Linked DNA regions of Mus musculus: regions 1, 2, 3 and 5 are each linked to region 4. Evidence: chromatin contacts called from public HiChIP or PLAC-seq, Micro-C and promoter capture Hi-C data. All regions are on one chromosome and are shown on one strand. Each heading gives the region's core, a stretch centred on a gene start, on an enhancer-like site or on the middle of the called end of the contact. The rest is flanking DNA. Distances are from core to core; before and after follow the strand shown. Region 1 holds the start of Actr1a (ARP1 actin-related protein 1A, centractin alpha). Region 2 holds the start of 4833438C02Rik (RIKEN cDNA 4833438C02 gene). Region 3 holds the start of Mrpl43 (mitochondrial ribosomal protein L43). Region 4 holds the start of Npm3 (nucleoplasmin 3). Region 5 holds the start of 4930414N06Rik (RIKEN cDNA 4930414N06 gene).

Region 1 (2,700 bases), core at 31-2,530, 650 kb after region 4:
CGGAACATCACAGTGACTCTGAAAAGGTCAGCCTAGGTCAGAGGGAACTGGTAGTTTGCCTCAGGGGAGGGACCCAGAAAGTAGGAAGATTCTAACCAGTGTGGGAGGGACCAAACCTTTGAGTGAAACTCAGAAATTAAGACAAATGTCCCTCCTCATAAAAGCAATACTTAAGTTCTTTCTATTTGTCTTTATCGATGCATGTGTGGAGCGGTGCTTAGCAAAGGATTGCCATTTAGATAAGGCGATGAAGTTGTGGGGCACCATTGCTGTATGACCTTGGTCACCTCCACCTTCCGTGTTCGTACTGTGAAAAGAGGGGCAAACTTCCTCCTTAACCATTCACTTTTTGGGAGGCTTCGACTTGCATGTTGGTGCAAAGCGTCCTGGAAACGCTAGCGCACCTGACAACCACTGTGTCTGATAATCCCCCTGCCTCTCACCTGGGCACTGCAAACATCAAAGCATCTCGCCTGCTTTGTCACCCCCCTTTCTTCTTTACCTTGACTAACTATAATTTATAATCACAAAAATAACTGAAATCCCATGGCCATTTCTGGTACCGGTTTGTCCGGCCCCACCCAGATACAGTTCACTAAATTGCCCCTCCAGCTCACACCCAAGGAAACTGTCCTTTTTCACCGGTGGACCAGCCATCGCCTTCCGCACCCTGAGTTGCCGAGCCAATCCCTACAGCTCTACTGCACGGCACCGCCCCTTACAGAAGGGAAACACTATGGCGACCGGAAGAGCGACAAGCGCCGGAGCCAATGACTGCGGAGTGCTGTTCTAATCCGGCAAGGCCCAAAGGCGGGACCAATAGGCTAAGATAGACAGCAAGAGTAGCCAATTGAGTGATGGAAAACCAGAGCGAAGGCGGGTGTCGGGCTCTAAGAGAACGGTTAAGGCCCCCTGAGCCAAGGGTCCACGGACCCTTCCCGGGCTACAGCTCTTTCCTTTGTCTACCCTCAAATTCTCCATTACACGGATGTTGGCTGGCCGCCCTGCCTTCAAACTATGGATGTGAGGAGGACGCGGGCGGCGGCAGCTGAACCCGCCTGACAGGCCGAGCCAGTGACAAAGAGCTGGCGGCCTAGGCTGAAACCGCGGAAACAATCCTTCCTGGAGGAGAACACAGTCCCTTTAAAGATAGGAAAGATGCTACTCACGTTGTCGATCACAACAGGCTGGTTGGCGATCACATCGTAGGACTCCATGGCAGAGGAATCTTTCCCTCCGAGGAAGGAACTGCCAGCCCGGTCCGCAGCAAACGCCACTGACACGCATGCGCAGTCTAGTCGCCGGTACTGGGCATCCAGGGAGCCGCCCGACCTCGCCTCGGAGGAACTACAATCCCCAGCATTCTTTGCCCCAGGGCTTGCGCTCCAAACCGGGTCCCAGCCCGATCGGATTTAGGAGATTGGACAGTGTATTTCCTACACATGGTGGGGTCTGTAGTGTTTGTAGATTAAAGAGCCACAGTGTTGATGATTATCTTGCATGACTGGATTTGAGATCCCTTCGAAGGGGTTTCCAGTACACTCTTAAATTTTGGAGTCTGAAGTACTTGTGAGTAGTTGGGTTTGGATTTGTCAGTACTTCAGGGGCGGTTGAATTTTACAGAGTAGTTCTATCTCTCAGCCATTCCTTCACTTGGGCAATACAAACCATTAATAAACATCTGTCGCTCAGTGGTAGAATGCTTGCCCAACACATATCCCAGCAGCACCGGGAGTGGTGCTGGAAGCCTTTAATCCCACCTCTTTCGAGGCTAGTCTGGTTTACAGAGTTCCAGGACAGCGAGGGGCTATAGAGAAAAACCCTGTCCCGAAAAACAAAAAAATGAAACAAAAAGCAAAACAAGACAAAACCCATGAAGCAAAAGCCAATGGAGGTTATAAAAAAATACCTGTACGTTGGATGCCACAAAACCACGGGCCTAAAATATCATCTAAAGGTTTAGAAATTGTTTTATTATTTTTCTTGACCTTGATGGATGACAACATCCAGGCGAAGAGAAAGAATAGGTAAATTTTTTTTAAAACAGCCAGGCATTTTCCCCAGGCACATTTCGAGTTACCCTTTTTGTCAATAGTTCCAAGAAATATTAGAGTTGTAACATTAATAATAATGACATACTGTCTAATGAATTAGTTGTCAAGCTTATCTTAAAATTGTGTATTAGTAAAACAATATTAAGCGCTTCTTAGTAGTTGTGTAGAGCTTTCATAGGACCCTGGCGCCTCAAGGTACCAAGTCTCTGTTCTAAACTGGGTTCCTCCTAACACTAGGGGGAGGCCAAGATCCTTGGGACGCTCCCAACCCAGGGGCAGGGAGGCGGAGTCTATTGTCAAGTCACGCCTTCCCCACTTGTGACTGGCAAAGACACTAGCCAATAGGTGTCAGGAAAGGGCACGCTGACGCCCCGCCCCTTGGAGCTCCCCGCGGTCCCACAGCATCCTCTGGCCGACGTCTTGAAGGCTCCGGCTTGGGCGGACGGAGCCTCGTGCGCAGGCGCGGAGTTAGACCTCGCCGTAGCCCCCATCGCCTCGGGGAGTCTCATCCACAGTGGGTCCGCTGGCCCATAGGGGCGCTTTCCCTCCTCTACCCTCCCGGGTTCTCCGCGCGCCCTACGCGCCCCAATGGCGGAGCTGCGGCCTAGCGTCGCCCCCGGTCCCGCCGCGCCCCCGGCCTCTGGCC
Region 2 (2,700 bases), core at 192-2,691, 560 kb after region 4:
CCGCCACTTACAGAATAAACATCAGTTGTCTCTTCCTGAAGCCCGGAAACTAAGACAGTTGACCCCAGAGTTTCCTTGCGGCTCCAGAAAGGCCGCTAGATGGCGATCTGGAGCTGACCGCAAGATCTGACTCCTTCCTCTTCCCCTTCCCAGCTAGGAGGTCCCTCTCTGGGAGGGTTACTGGAGTGTTGGGACTGACCCGGTTTCCTGTGTCTCAGAGATAGCCAACCTCTGGGCACAGCAAGAGCCAAGTGGCCCACTGGACTCCGTAACGGTCCCGGGCAAGCCTGGAAGAGTGCAGAGATCTGAGCCGCGCCCTGCGCTGGGTCCGTCGTCCCGCCTCGCTGGTCCCTAGCAGAACTGGAGCTGGGTGACACCCCGCGGCCAGTCCTGGGCGAGCCTTCCCCGAAAGGGGCGCGCCTGCGTTGCTCCGGGTTGGCTACAAGAGTCCTGGAGTTAAACTTTCAACCAATAAAAAAGGGCATGGGGAGTGACGCACGGGATCGTCACGGGAATTCCCCCCCTCGGGGGGCCGAAAGGGGCTTTCCCGGCTGGAGCCCTTTGGCTGGAGAGGAGCAACGACCGGTCCGGGGAAGGGCTCGGAAAGAAGTCGGAACCAGAGCCGCCACCACGGTGAGTGGCCGGGTTCAGATCCCTGAGTGTCTAGGGAATGGAGAGGGAGGGAAGGAGGACTTTAGATGACAGGCTGGGGCTGGACGCCACCTCCAGTGAGCGCGCACAGGAACAGGACACTTTGCTACACATCAGCGACACGTCTGCCTGCCCTTAGCTTGCCTGTGCACAGCCGGCCGGTGTGAGCCCCGCACACGCACTCACAGCGCACCCGTGCACCGGCGCCTGCGCACGGACATCCAGACGTGCACGGACGTGTGCCCACACTGGGCAGTACAAGGACTCACCTGTGTGGATGAACGTTCACTTGCACGTGCCATGATGCCACCACTCACCCGGCACACAAGACATTAGGGCTGAAACGCATATTCCTGCAACGGACACATGCGCGTTACACTGGCTTTGGGATTGGAGTCGCCAGGGAGGGCGGGATGCTCCCGTTTGACCGGCCACCGGGAGCAGGTGCAGCGGGAGAATCCGGGAAGCTAAGACGGAATCGCTAGAGACCGTGGAGGGGGAAACTCCTCCCCCCCACACACACCCTGAGGCCCGAATCATATTCTCTGGTCAGAGCCCCGGAGGCCCCACTGGAAGAACCCCCGCCTACGGGCCATTCGGAAAAGGGGCCTCCGACGGCAGGAATGTCCCCACAAAAGCCCCTGGGTGAATCAGCCGTGTCCTCCACGCTGGCTGAAAATCCCAAGTTTGCTCCAGGCTGCGGAGAGGGGGCGAGGCGGCTAGGCCCCGACTGAGCCCCAGGGGCTACAGAGGCTGCCCGGGAACCAGGAACCGCCTGGGCCTCCCGCCCCTCCCGCTGCGGGGGCGTGGCCCCGGCGTCATTTCCAGGCCCGCCCCCTCCGGCTCCGCCTCCCCCTGGTATTTTCGGGACTTTCCTAAGCAGCACTAACTTTCTGCCCCTTTCCCGGGCCAGCCCCGCTCCGGATCTCGACCTCCACCGGATCTTACCCGCCACGCCCGGACGGGCGGCTGGAGGAGATCGGACCCTCCCCCAGATCTGAGCCCCCCTCCCCTACCCATCCCTCTCCCCCTGCCCACCCCTATCCTGATATCTTTCACTCTTCCCCCTCCCACGCCTCTCTTCACCTTAGGCGGGCGTCCGAAACTCTGGAAAGCTGAACCGGGGCCCGAAGCCGCAAGACACAGCAGGGCCTAGCCCAGAGATATGGACAATTGCTACGATCCAGTGAGTCACACTGCCTGACCCTGAGGGCGGCGGGTGCCCTCTGTGTCTGCTTGTCAATTGGACGCTCCTCCACTCCCCTACTTCTGCACTGTCTTCAAATTGTCTTAGTCTGCCAGTCTGTGCTGTCTGCAAACCCTGCCCAGAAATGAGCTTCCTCATAGCTTGAGGAGGAGTCCAGGGAGTGACTGCAGAGGGCTTGGGAGGGGGTGGTTGGGGGGACCCTTGATTCAGCTGCCACCTTCTCTGTCTATAACGCAGGGCCTGGATGGCATCCCCGAATATGATGATTTTGAATTCAGCCCCTCCATCGTGGAGCCTAAGGATCCAGCCCCTGAGACAGGTCAGTAAGTCTTTGGCCTCGCAGTATCTCAGAACCTAGAGGAGAGTGAGCATGTCCCCTGGAGGCCCCACTGAGGGATGGTCTCAGAGATCCTGGCTCAGCAAGGCCCCTCTATTTCCAGCTGATGGCCCCTATCTGGTGATTGTGGAACAGCCCAAACAGGTGAGTGAGTGACAGAGAGTGGTGGCTTCACCTTTGGGGAAAAGGTGGGGCGGGGGGGGGGAGGGTAGTTATACCTACTGATCAGATTAAATAGCTTGCTGCTGATATGTTGGGGGCTTATGAGAAGGAGGTACACTTTTGGTCACTGTGGTCAGTGATGGCTAGTGGTTGCCTTGTGGGGATGACGGGGGGGGGGGGGGGGTTGCCTCTCCTGATCACAATGTCTCTGCTATGGAACCTTCAGCGAGGCTTCAGATTTCGATATGGCTGTGAAGGCCCCTCCCATGGAGGTTTGCCAGGTGCCTCCAGTGAGAAGGGCCGGAAGACCTATCCTACTGTCAAGGTGAGCTCAGATGACACC
Region 3 (2,898 bases), core at 166-2,665, 740 kb before region 4:
ATGGTTGTGAGCCACCATGTGGTTGCCGGGACTTGAACTAAGGACCTTTGGAAGAGCAGTCGGGTGCTCTTACCTGCTGAGCCATCTCACCAGCCCCTTCAAATATAGTCTTAATGACTTCAGTTTTCTTTTTCTTTTTTATTTCATTTTTAGTTTTTGAGACTGGGTTGTCCTGGAACTCACTCTGTAGACCAAGCTGGCCTTAAACGCAGAGATTCATCTGCCTCTGCCAACCAAATGCTGGGATTAAAGGTTATGCACTACCAACGCCAGGCTCATCTTCAACTTCCTAAACTGCACACAAACACGGATATAAGGTGCCTTGCCCAATGCCATACCAGCAAGAGCAACAGGGCATCCCGTGTCCTTCAGAAGACAGCCTCCAGACTCTTTCATGTGTTTTGAAGTCATTATTATTCGTATTTCAGAAAACACGGTCCTTGTACAAGTGTTGTACACTTCTCACATCTCAGCTTGCAAGGAGGCCAATTGAATCAGAATTAGGGTATTCACAAGGTCACTGCACCTAGCTACAAGTGGGCAAAGGAAAAGGTTCTTCTTTATCTCAGGCCACGCCCCGGCTGGTAGGCTCCACCCACCTACTCGGCCTGAGCTTGAAATCCAAAAGAGGAACCAATCCTATCCCTCTCACGGTCCAAAGCGCCTGGTTCTTTACTGTGCTTGCATCGAAGCTGGAGCAGAATCCCGGAGTTCTCTGGGCCGCAGCCCGTGGAGGGCAGTCCGTTTGTTGGTGAAGGGGTGCCACTGGCCCTGGATGCTCGGGTTGTCCGTGTGGAAGGGCTTGCGGATGCGGATCACATCCAAGCCGGACTGGTCTGCCAGCTTCTGCACCAACGACTTGATCTCCTCCACCGACTTGCTGTTGACGTTTTCCTCGCGCACAGCCCCATTAACTGGGAGAGGGACGTGGAGGGGATGAGTGGAAGGCGCCAGGTCGGAAATCAGACAAACAGAACGCAGCGGGCAAGCCGGGATCCCGCGCCGCCCACCCCCGCCCTAGCTCGGCCCCACTCACGGTATTCGGCCACTATTCGTGGCATGGCGCACGGGCGCGGGTTCACGTATACTACGACTCCTGGGTTCCGTCGGGCGAAGTCGGTCACCTCGCGTTCCACGAACTCCCTGCGAGACCCGGCGAAGGTGAGTACGGTGGCCCGAACCCAGCCCCATAGCTCCCCGCCTCCCTTTCCGGCGCTCCCGCTTCCGCGTGCCTCACCTGGCGCCGCGGGACGAGGGCGCATCCCGGCTGAGGCTGAGGCTGAGGCGCTGCAGCTGCTGCACGTAACGCCCTAGCCCATTATGGAGGACGCTGGTCAGAAAGCGGCTCGAAGTCCCGCGACCGGTCATGGCTACGGTTAGAGAGCCAGGACGCGGAGCCGGGGGGCGGGACTAACCGGTGACTTCCGGTTCCGGGGTTGTGGCATGGGCGCCCTGGAGAGTTTTGCTTCCGGAGTCACCGCGAGTAGCGCGTGCGAGCGGGCGACCCACGTTGCGGACAGAACACTAGAAAGGAGAGTGGTGACGCGAAGCTGGGGGCGGGAGCGTGGAGCTTTGAAGTGGAGGGCAGAGCAAGGGAGCCAGTGAGGAAGCCGGGCCGGAGCGCGTGACCTCCAGCAGTGTGGAGAGTGCCTGTGAGCGCTGGGGGCTCGGAGCGCCTGGAGTTGGGGTTCAGACGGGATGCAGAAAGCGGTAGAGATGAGGTTAGCCAGGAGAGTCCGTAGAGGGGTAGTAGACGTGAAGAGATGATACAGAGAAGCCGTTTAGATCGAGGGACCGTAGAAGGATCTAGAAGTGAGCTGGTGGAGAGAAATCCGTAAAGGACCTAGAGATAGGAGAATCCTCAGAGAGAGGCGTAGACGCGAAAGGGCAGTGTAGGTGTGTAGGGATGAAGTAGCAATACACAGGCAACCGAGGGGAGTAAGAACTGTGTTCGTGAAGAAGTTTGAGGAGGGATAAAGAGAAAAGCCAGTAGGAGTGATTTCTGCGAGTGCCTTGTAGAAGGTTTCCTAGGGTCTGGTTTAGTGAAGGCACTGAACCAGACAACAAAAGCTTTTGCAGTAGTGGCGTCCCACTCCATTAGGAATGTGGCTTCTTCTCCGACGTGCATATCCCCTCCGGATCTTGCTGCCACTGCGTGGCGAGTGGGTGGGTAGGAGGGGCCTGCCCAGAAGCTTGGCGCCAGGCCCTCCCCGCAGAAGGTACAGAAAAGAAGCGCTCCCAGCCTTAGAGATGCCAGTGTCGCCGGTGACTACGACTGAAATCCGCCAGTATTTACGTGCACATGGGATCCCCTTCCAGGATGGCCACAGCTGCCTTCGAGCACCAAGTCCCTTTGTGGTGTCCTCAGACATCAAAAATGAGAAAAAGGACGCTCCCACTTCCTTCTGCCTCTTCATTGACAAGACCACAGGACACTTTCTTTGCATGACCAGCCTAGCAGAAGGGAGCTGGGAAGACTTGCAGGCCAGTGTGGAGGGACGAGGGGATGGGGCCAAAGAGGGTGTCCTACTTAGGGAAGGCCCAGAAGCTGAGGTTAGGGAGGAGGTCTTGAGGATCTGGAACCGAGCCATACCTCTTTGGGAGCTTCCAGACCCTGAGGAAGCCCAGCTAGCTCGTGTGATGTTTGGCCTTACCAAGGTGACAGATGACACACTCAGGCGATTCAGTGTCCGCTATCTTCGATCTGCTCGAAGTCTGGTCTTCCCTTGGTTCACCCCTGGGAGCTCAGGATTACGTGGCCTGAAGCTACTAGGGGCTGAGGGTCAGGAAAATGGAGTACAGTATGTAGAGACCACCATCCCCCGGCCTGGTGTCTATCACAACCTATTTGGATTACCACTGATCAGCCGGAGAGATACTGAGGTGGTTGTGACAAGT
Region 4 (2,700 bases), core at 91-2,590:
ATCTTCTTCGCTCTCATCATCACTTTCTTCTTCAGAAAGGTCGTTGTTTATACAAACTGGTGGATACACAAGGATAGAGCCACTCATTCAGCTGCTAGGCTGACAGGGAACCTCATCTCCCAGAGTCCCCAAGTCTAGATGGAAAAGAGCCCACCCACCTCGCTGGAGTTGGACCCCTGGGGCAGGCAGGGTACAGCAAGTTCCCAGGCCTGAAGGAGGCAGTGGGAGGCACAGAATACTGGAACCATAGCCTGAGATGCAGGACACACTAGGAGATGAGACTGGGGTAAGTCGGGAGTGGAGAGGGCCCACTCTTCTCACCGATCTGATGCCGGCCAGTGATCCGAACTGGGCCAGAACCGGACTTCAGGCGGAAGGTGACAGGTGGTTGGAGTTGGAAATCATCCACACTGAGCTGGAAGACAAGAATGACGGGCTGAGCCGTGCTGGCCCACCCACTTGGAGATCAATACCGAAGTTCTCAGTCCCACCAGACTCCGAGAGGAATGAACGGCTCCAACTCACCATGGGCTGGCAAGACAACCTGAGGTTGGCCACAGGAACTGCAATCTCCTGATTGTCGTGATCCCGGGCCACAACTTCCACCACATTACACTCGTCCGTGGCCCCCTCGGTAAGGCACAGCTGAAAGGCAGGCAGAACCTCAGCGTCTCAAGTGAGGGAGGGCTGACACCAAAGCCAAGGCGTCTTACCCCAAAATCGGCCTAGTCCCAGTGGCACCGGATGCGGGGACCAGAGGGTGGAGGAGAGGGGCGACAGGCGGAGTGTCGGCTAGCCCCCCGCATCTCCAACTCCCTCTGCGGCCCCTTACCATGTTCAACGCCAGCACGTGCTCCGTGTCATCCTCCTCCTCAACCTTGAAAGTGAAGGAGCGGGTGTGGCCGGAGAGCTCACAACCTGCAAGAGCCAGCGAGTGTCGCCTGGGTACACGCGTGGAGGGGACAGCGCGCGAGGACGCTCCACAAACTCCGCTGTCCCCTCCACCCGGCCATGTGCCGCGGCGGCGGGGGGGGAACCGGCCGCTTGCTCGCCCAGAACACGTGGACGGGCATCCCACTCGGGAAGAACCGGTTAGGGCGAGCGAGCGAGGAGCCCTCGGCCCACAGCTGCGCCCGGCCACAGCGGCGCCCGGCCGCCTTCCTCGGCCACGCCTCACCCGCCCCGTACCACTCTGCCACTCCCGCGTTCAATACCGAAGAAGAAACTGTCCATTGTGACCGGGGCCGGGACCCTCAGGCCCCCGACGCCCCCAGCTCGGGCTCGGCTCTCTTGGTTCAAGAACGCTAAAGCAGCCGCCGCGCCGGCCGCCATGCTGAAACGGCCGTGAGCGCCCCGCCCCCCGCCTCAGCCAGTTCCGGTCCCGCCCATTAAAGGAGCCGCGCTCGCCACACGAAGCAGGGAGGAGCAGTCGTCGCCTCTTCCACGAGGACAGGTAACAAGGCCCCAGAAGAAATCTCCACGAGGGCTTAAAGTTAGCGTCCACTCACTGAAGCCCCTTCTTCCAACCCGGGGATATATACATACAGATGTTAGTGTAAACCTTTCGTATCTCCTTTTTCAGTAAACTTGGGGTACGGAGCAGCCATTTTTACTCACACCCCCCCCCCCCCCCCCCCCCCCCCCGCTTCCTGATCATGCTGGAGGCTTGACAGCCAAGACCTAAACTCAGATGTGGAGATCAACTACTGTTCATAGTACAGCCTCCTCTTTAGGCGACCCACCCCCCCCCTCCACCACCAAAATTCCTTTATCTAAGGAAATGAAGCCATGTTCCAGTGAGGAACTCTGTGACACCCCCCCCAACTTCACACAAATTTTACCTGTAGTAAACAGAGCAACTTACTTAAAAACAAAAACAAATGTACTTTTCTGAGAAAAATCTTTGCTGTGGAAGGCAGGAGGGCAGGGCTGTCTTCAATCCAGCCTACACTGAAATAGCTTCGGATACCTAAGGGATCAAGAGATGTGAGGGAAAAAAAGGGAGAACCCAGAGAAAAAGCAGCACAGCACACATTCACTTCAAGTTTTATTGTGCCTCTTGCATGGTCTGCAGATAGGTTTACAGTTCGTTTTCTATAGGAACTGAGCTGTGATCTAAACAATGAAATGTTATTCCAACATTAATAAATATTCATAACCATGGAAGATGGCAGAGCACTTTATCCTACAGCAATGACAGTAGAGACCTGGACATGTTTTCACTTATGTCCAGAAGATCATCCCATGTGATTATTGAAAGCCAACATTAAACAAAAAGCAACTTGTTCAATTCCTGATTCCGTATGAAACTCTGAAACGCTCTGAATAAAACCTTGTAATTCTCACTGAGGCATGAGATGGATTCAGAACGCTAAGGAACATTAAACGGTCTTAATATCTAGTAACAATTTTGCCCCTCACCCCAGCCTTCAAAACCAACCTTGACTTAGGTTTCACAGCACATCCTATCGCAAAGGTTCGCACCCTAAGGAGGCGGCACATTTCAGCACACTCTTGGGCCTCTGGTTCTTGGGCCTCCCTGGGTCCACTCTATATAGTGCTAAAAGACTACCTCACAAGCTCACACTGGAGTTCTAGAAAGGAAAATGTTTCAAGCTCCCTCTTCTCTCTCCCCCCTCAGCTCAAAGTTCAAAAGCTATGTAGAACTGGAGGAAAGCAAGGTAACAAAAGACTGTTGAA
Region 5 (2,700 bases), core at 60-2,559, 770 kb before region 4:
TAGCTTGCTTCGACTTCACAAAAAAAAAAAAAAAAAGAAAAGTGAAATATATATATATATCCCCAGTAATGATAGATAAGTTACCACCCAGGCTCTGTTTTTTGTTTGTTTGGCTTTTTGTTTTGTTTTGTTTTCTTCCCCTTTCCCCCCAATCAGAACAGACACAGTTGGTGGGGACAGTAATGTGTGGAGTCTTGAAACCAGGAGTGTTTTTCCATTTACAAACTGACTCATCGCCAAGCGGCTGGGTTGGAGAACTTTCTTGGCTTGTCTCTCAGGAGGCAAGGGTCTGCTACAGGTGGTGGGGGCGTGAGTCAGCACAATCCCATCTCGTGGCTATGCCTACTCTATGGTGCAGGCGCACCTCATCTGTGCCTCAGTTTCCCCGGGGCATTCTTGTCAGCCAGTTAATCTACTAGCTCTTAGGCAGTAAATGCAATGTGTTGTGGTTTGGTTTTTTTTTTTCCTTTAAAATTTTATACTGTCTTGTTTAAAGTCTTCTGAATGTATGTGTATGTGTTATTAAAACTTTTTTCTCAGCTTAAACGTGTCTGGCAACTTTTGATTGAGTAGTAGAGGTGGTTGAGTATCTAAAATACCCTGCTTTAAACTTGTTTTTAGGGGGCTGGAGAAATGGCTCAGTGGTTAAAAGCACTGACTGTTCTTCCAAAGGTCCTGAGTTCAAATCCCAGCAACCACATGGTAGCTCACAACCATCGTAATGGGGTCTGATGCCCTCTTCTGGTGTGTCTGAAGACAGCTACAGAGTACTTACATATAATAATAAATCTTAAAAAAACAAACAAACTTGTTTTTAGCTTGATGCCTTCTTTTAATCTGTGGGAAACGGAAACGGGCACAGCTCTCCACAGTTTATGTTTACAAAACCCAATTAATAATGTGCTGTGTGCTTTACAGGCAGGGTTTTTTGTTTTTTGTTTTGGGTTTTTTTTTTTTTTTTTTTTTTTTTTTGGTTTTTGAGGTAGGGTTTCTCTGTATAGCCCTGGCTGTCCTGGAACTAACTCACTTTGTAGACCAGGCTGGCCTCAAACTCAGAAATCCGCCTGCCTCTGCTTCCAAAATGCTGGGATTAAAGGCGTGCGCCACCACTCCTGGATTGCAGTCAGGAATTTAATAATCTCATTCTTAGCTCATCCTGCACATCCGTTTGGCTGCTCTTGCCTACCTACGTGTTAGGGTTTGGTGGTGAACAACACAAAATCATGGCTCTTACCTGATGGTATCGGGGGAAACAGGAGAGGAAGAAATACCCTTCATCTGGGTGTCTCTAAAATTCTAGAACCCAGAATCAAGAAAGGTGATGCCATACAGTGCAGAGCCACTTGTGACCTGGCAGGTGGGTTTATGACATGCCAGCTGTGGAAAGGCTGACACTCATAACAAACCTAGTACCTCATAGAAGGCTTAGGCATAGTTGCCAGGCCCCCAGTGCTGCAGCTGTTTTCTCCTTTAGGGTAAACTAGGTTGGAAAGATGGATGCTGACAGCCCAGGTAGAAGTAGACAGGTGCAAATACTAGGGATAGTCGCGGTGTTTGAGGAAAAGACCTAGGCTTGGCCTCAGGTCCCAAGGTTCACCATACTGGCCATTTGACCTTTGTTGGCATCTGAGTTTCTTCTATTGAAAGGAATAACTCTATTTCATGTTTTGTGAGGATTCACATACATGGCAGTAACTCAGCACAATGCCTGGCATGCAACATGAACAGAACAAAGGGAGGCAAGATGGAGACTAAGATTGTAATCACCTTTATCCCAGCACGGAGGAGGCAGAGGCAGGCAGAGCTCTGAGTTCAAGGACAGCCAGGGCTACATGGAGAAACCCTGTCTCAAAGACAAATTTAATGGAGCTGGAGAAGATCAACAGTTAACTGGAGATTGCTCTTCCAGAGGCTCTGGGTTCAAAGCCCATCACCCATGTGATGGCTAACGAATGTAACTCTAGTTCCAAAGCCTCCTATGCCCTCTTCTAGCCTTTACAGGCAAAACACCCATGCACATAAAATAGTTAATTTTTAAAAGAAAATTGACCAGAAGCAGCCATCTGTGGGTGTGCTTACTTGTAAATCAGGTCTTATCTTCCAACAGTGATAGCTGGAGAGTATTGTACCTTCAGACTCTGGGAACTCTGGATACTTCCCTGTTCCTGCTGCCAAAAATATGTTAAATAAATAAACCATGCATGTTGGCCTGGTGCAATCACTAATACCGATGATCCCAGCACATGGGAGGCAGAGGCAGGAGGATCACAGATTTTGAGGCCATCCTGCACTCAGACACAGTTTTAATCACCCAGCATGCTTGACGGTGGTGGATGGTTTCCCAGCATCTGCAGACATGTTCTGACACTTCCTTCTAGCTAACCAGGCCTGGAAATCAGGAGAAGGCAAACCAGAAGGTCCAGCTTTGGATCTAACTCCAAGACAAGTGGCTAGGATTCTGGAAAACTTTAACTGGCAAAACAGGCTTCTGGGGCACAGTAAGATTACAGCATTGTTGGATAGGTGTCAGTCGCTACTAAGGAAGTACCACGTGGCCAAAAGATCACACTCTCCATAAGGAGAGTGCTGAACAACAATGGCAAAGCAGGAGCAAAGGCCACCACAGTGAACAGGAGACAGGGCATCTTGACTAGGGCAGGTTTCTCATGCCTCAGGGACCTCTATCTGAGGTCCTTCCTC

What was found. Promoter capture Hi-C pulls out the DNA fragments that hold promoters and counts their contacts. A called contact is a pair of places that touch in the nucleus more often than the background predicts. HiChIP or PLAC-seq counts read pairs in DNA pulled down with a chosen protein or histone mark.
Region 1: a contact with region 4 is called in an HNF4G HiChIP or PLAC-seq map of pancreatic cancer cells. The contact joins the promoter of Actr1a here to the promoter of Npm3 in region 4. A contact is called at or near these places in 1 of 39 promoter capture datasets (cranial neural crest) and 1 of 115 datasets of contacts at active chromatin or transcription factors (pancreatic cancer cells).
Region 2: a Micro-C map of embryonic stem cells shows a contact between it and region 4, with 2.9 times the contacts expected there. The contact joins the promoter of 4833438C02Rik here to the promoter of Npm3 in region 4. A contact is called at or near these places in 1 of 39 promoter capture datasets (pre-B cells), 7 of 484 Hi-C or Micro-C datasets (effector CD8 T cells, embryonic stem cells and regulatory T cells) and 6 of 115 datasets of contacts at active chromatin or transcription factors (astrocytes, effector CD8 T cells, embryonic forebrain and 3 more).
Region 3: a promoter capture Hi-C map of stem cell-derived epiblast-like cells shows a contact between it and region 4, with 2.6 times the contacts expected there. The contact joins the promoter of Mrpl43 here to the promoter of Npm3 in region 4. A contact is called at or near these places in 7 of 39 promoter capture datasets (3T3-L1-derived adipocytes, embryonic stem cells, hematopoietic stem and progenitor cells and 3 more), 2 of 484 Hi-C or Micro-C datasets (embryonic stem cells and nephron progenitors) and 3 of 115 datasets of contacts at active chromatin or transcription factors (the NIH/3T3 cell line, cardiomyocytes and pancreatic cancer cells).
Region 5: a contact with region 4 is called in an HNF4G HiChIP or PLAC-seq map of pancreatic cancer cells. The contact joins the promoter of 4930414N06Rik here to the promoter of Npm3 in region 4. A contact is called at or near these places in 1 of 39 promoter capture datasets (pre-B cells), 1 of 484 Hi-C or Micro-C datasets (nephron progenitors) and 1 of 115 datasets of contacts at active chromatin or transcription factors (pancreatic cancer cells).

The regions. Positions count from the first base shown.
Region 1 is chr19:46,394,461-46,397,160 of GRCm38.p6, forward strand. It overlaps Actr1a (ARP1 actin-related protein 1A, centractin alpha), which reads right to left and starts at 1,281. Exons shown (of 11, transcript NM_016860.2): 1 at 1,170-1,281. The coding sequence starts at 1,217. Sufu (SUFU negative regulator of hedgehog signaling) reads left to right here and starts at 2,436. Exons shown (of 12, transcript NM_001025391.2): 1 at 2,436-2,700. The coding sequence starts at 2,643.
Region 2 is chr19:46,304,188-46,306,887 of GRCm38.p6, forward strand. It overlaps 4833438C02Rik (RIKEN cDNA 4833438C02 gene), which reads right to left and starts at 1,442. Exons shown (of 3, transcript NR_152248.1): 1 at 1,175-1,442; 2 at 921-1,004; 3 at 1-663. Nfkb2 (nuclear factor of kappa light polypeptide gene enhancer in B cells 2, p49/p100) reads left to right here and starts at 1,508. Exons shown (of 22, transcript NM_019408.3): 1 at 1,508-1,837; 2 at 2,096-2,177; 3 at 2,299-2,339; 4 at 2,584-2,682. The coding sequence starts at 1,817.
Region 3 is chr19:45,005,027-45,007,924 of GRCm38.p6, forward strand. It overlaps Mrpl43 (mitochondrial ribosomal protein L43), which reads right to left and starts at 1,416. Exons shown (of 3, transcript NM_053164.3): 1 at 1,238-1,416; 2 at 1,037-1,143; 3 at 1-914. The coding sequence starts at 1,368. The coding sequence ends at 673. Twnk (twinkle mtDNA helicase) reads left to right here and starts at 1,532. Exons shown (of 5, transcript NM_153796.4): 1 at 1,532-2,898. The coding sequence starts at 2,104.
Region 4 is chr19:45,748,225-45,750,924 of GRCm38.p6, forward strand. Npm3 (nucleoplasmin 3) reads right to left here and starts at 1,341. Exons shown (of 6, transcript NM_008723.2): 1 at 1,215-1,341; 2 at 833-918; 3 at 526-645; 4 at 322-415; 5 at 1-56. The coding sequence starts at 1,332. Oga (O-GlcNAcase) reads right to left here. Exons shown (of 16, transcript NM_023799.4): 16 at 2,031-2,700.
Region 5 is chr19:44,983,241-44,985,940 of GRCm38.p6, forward strand. It overlaps 4930414N06Rik (RIKEN cDNA 4930414N06 gene), which reads right to left and starts at 1,310. Exons shown (of 3, transcript NR_040294.1): 1 at 1,235-1,310. It overlaps Slf2 (SMC5-SMC6 complex localization factor 2), which reads left to right. Exons shown (of 20, transcript NM_001081225.2): 20 at 1-546.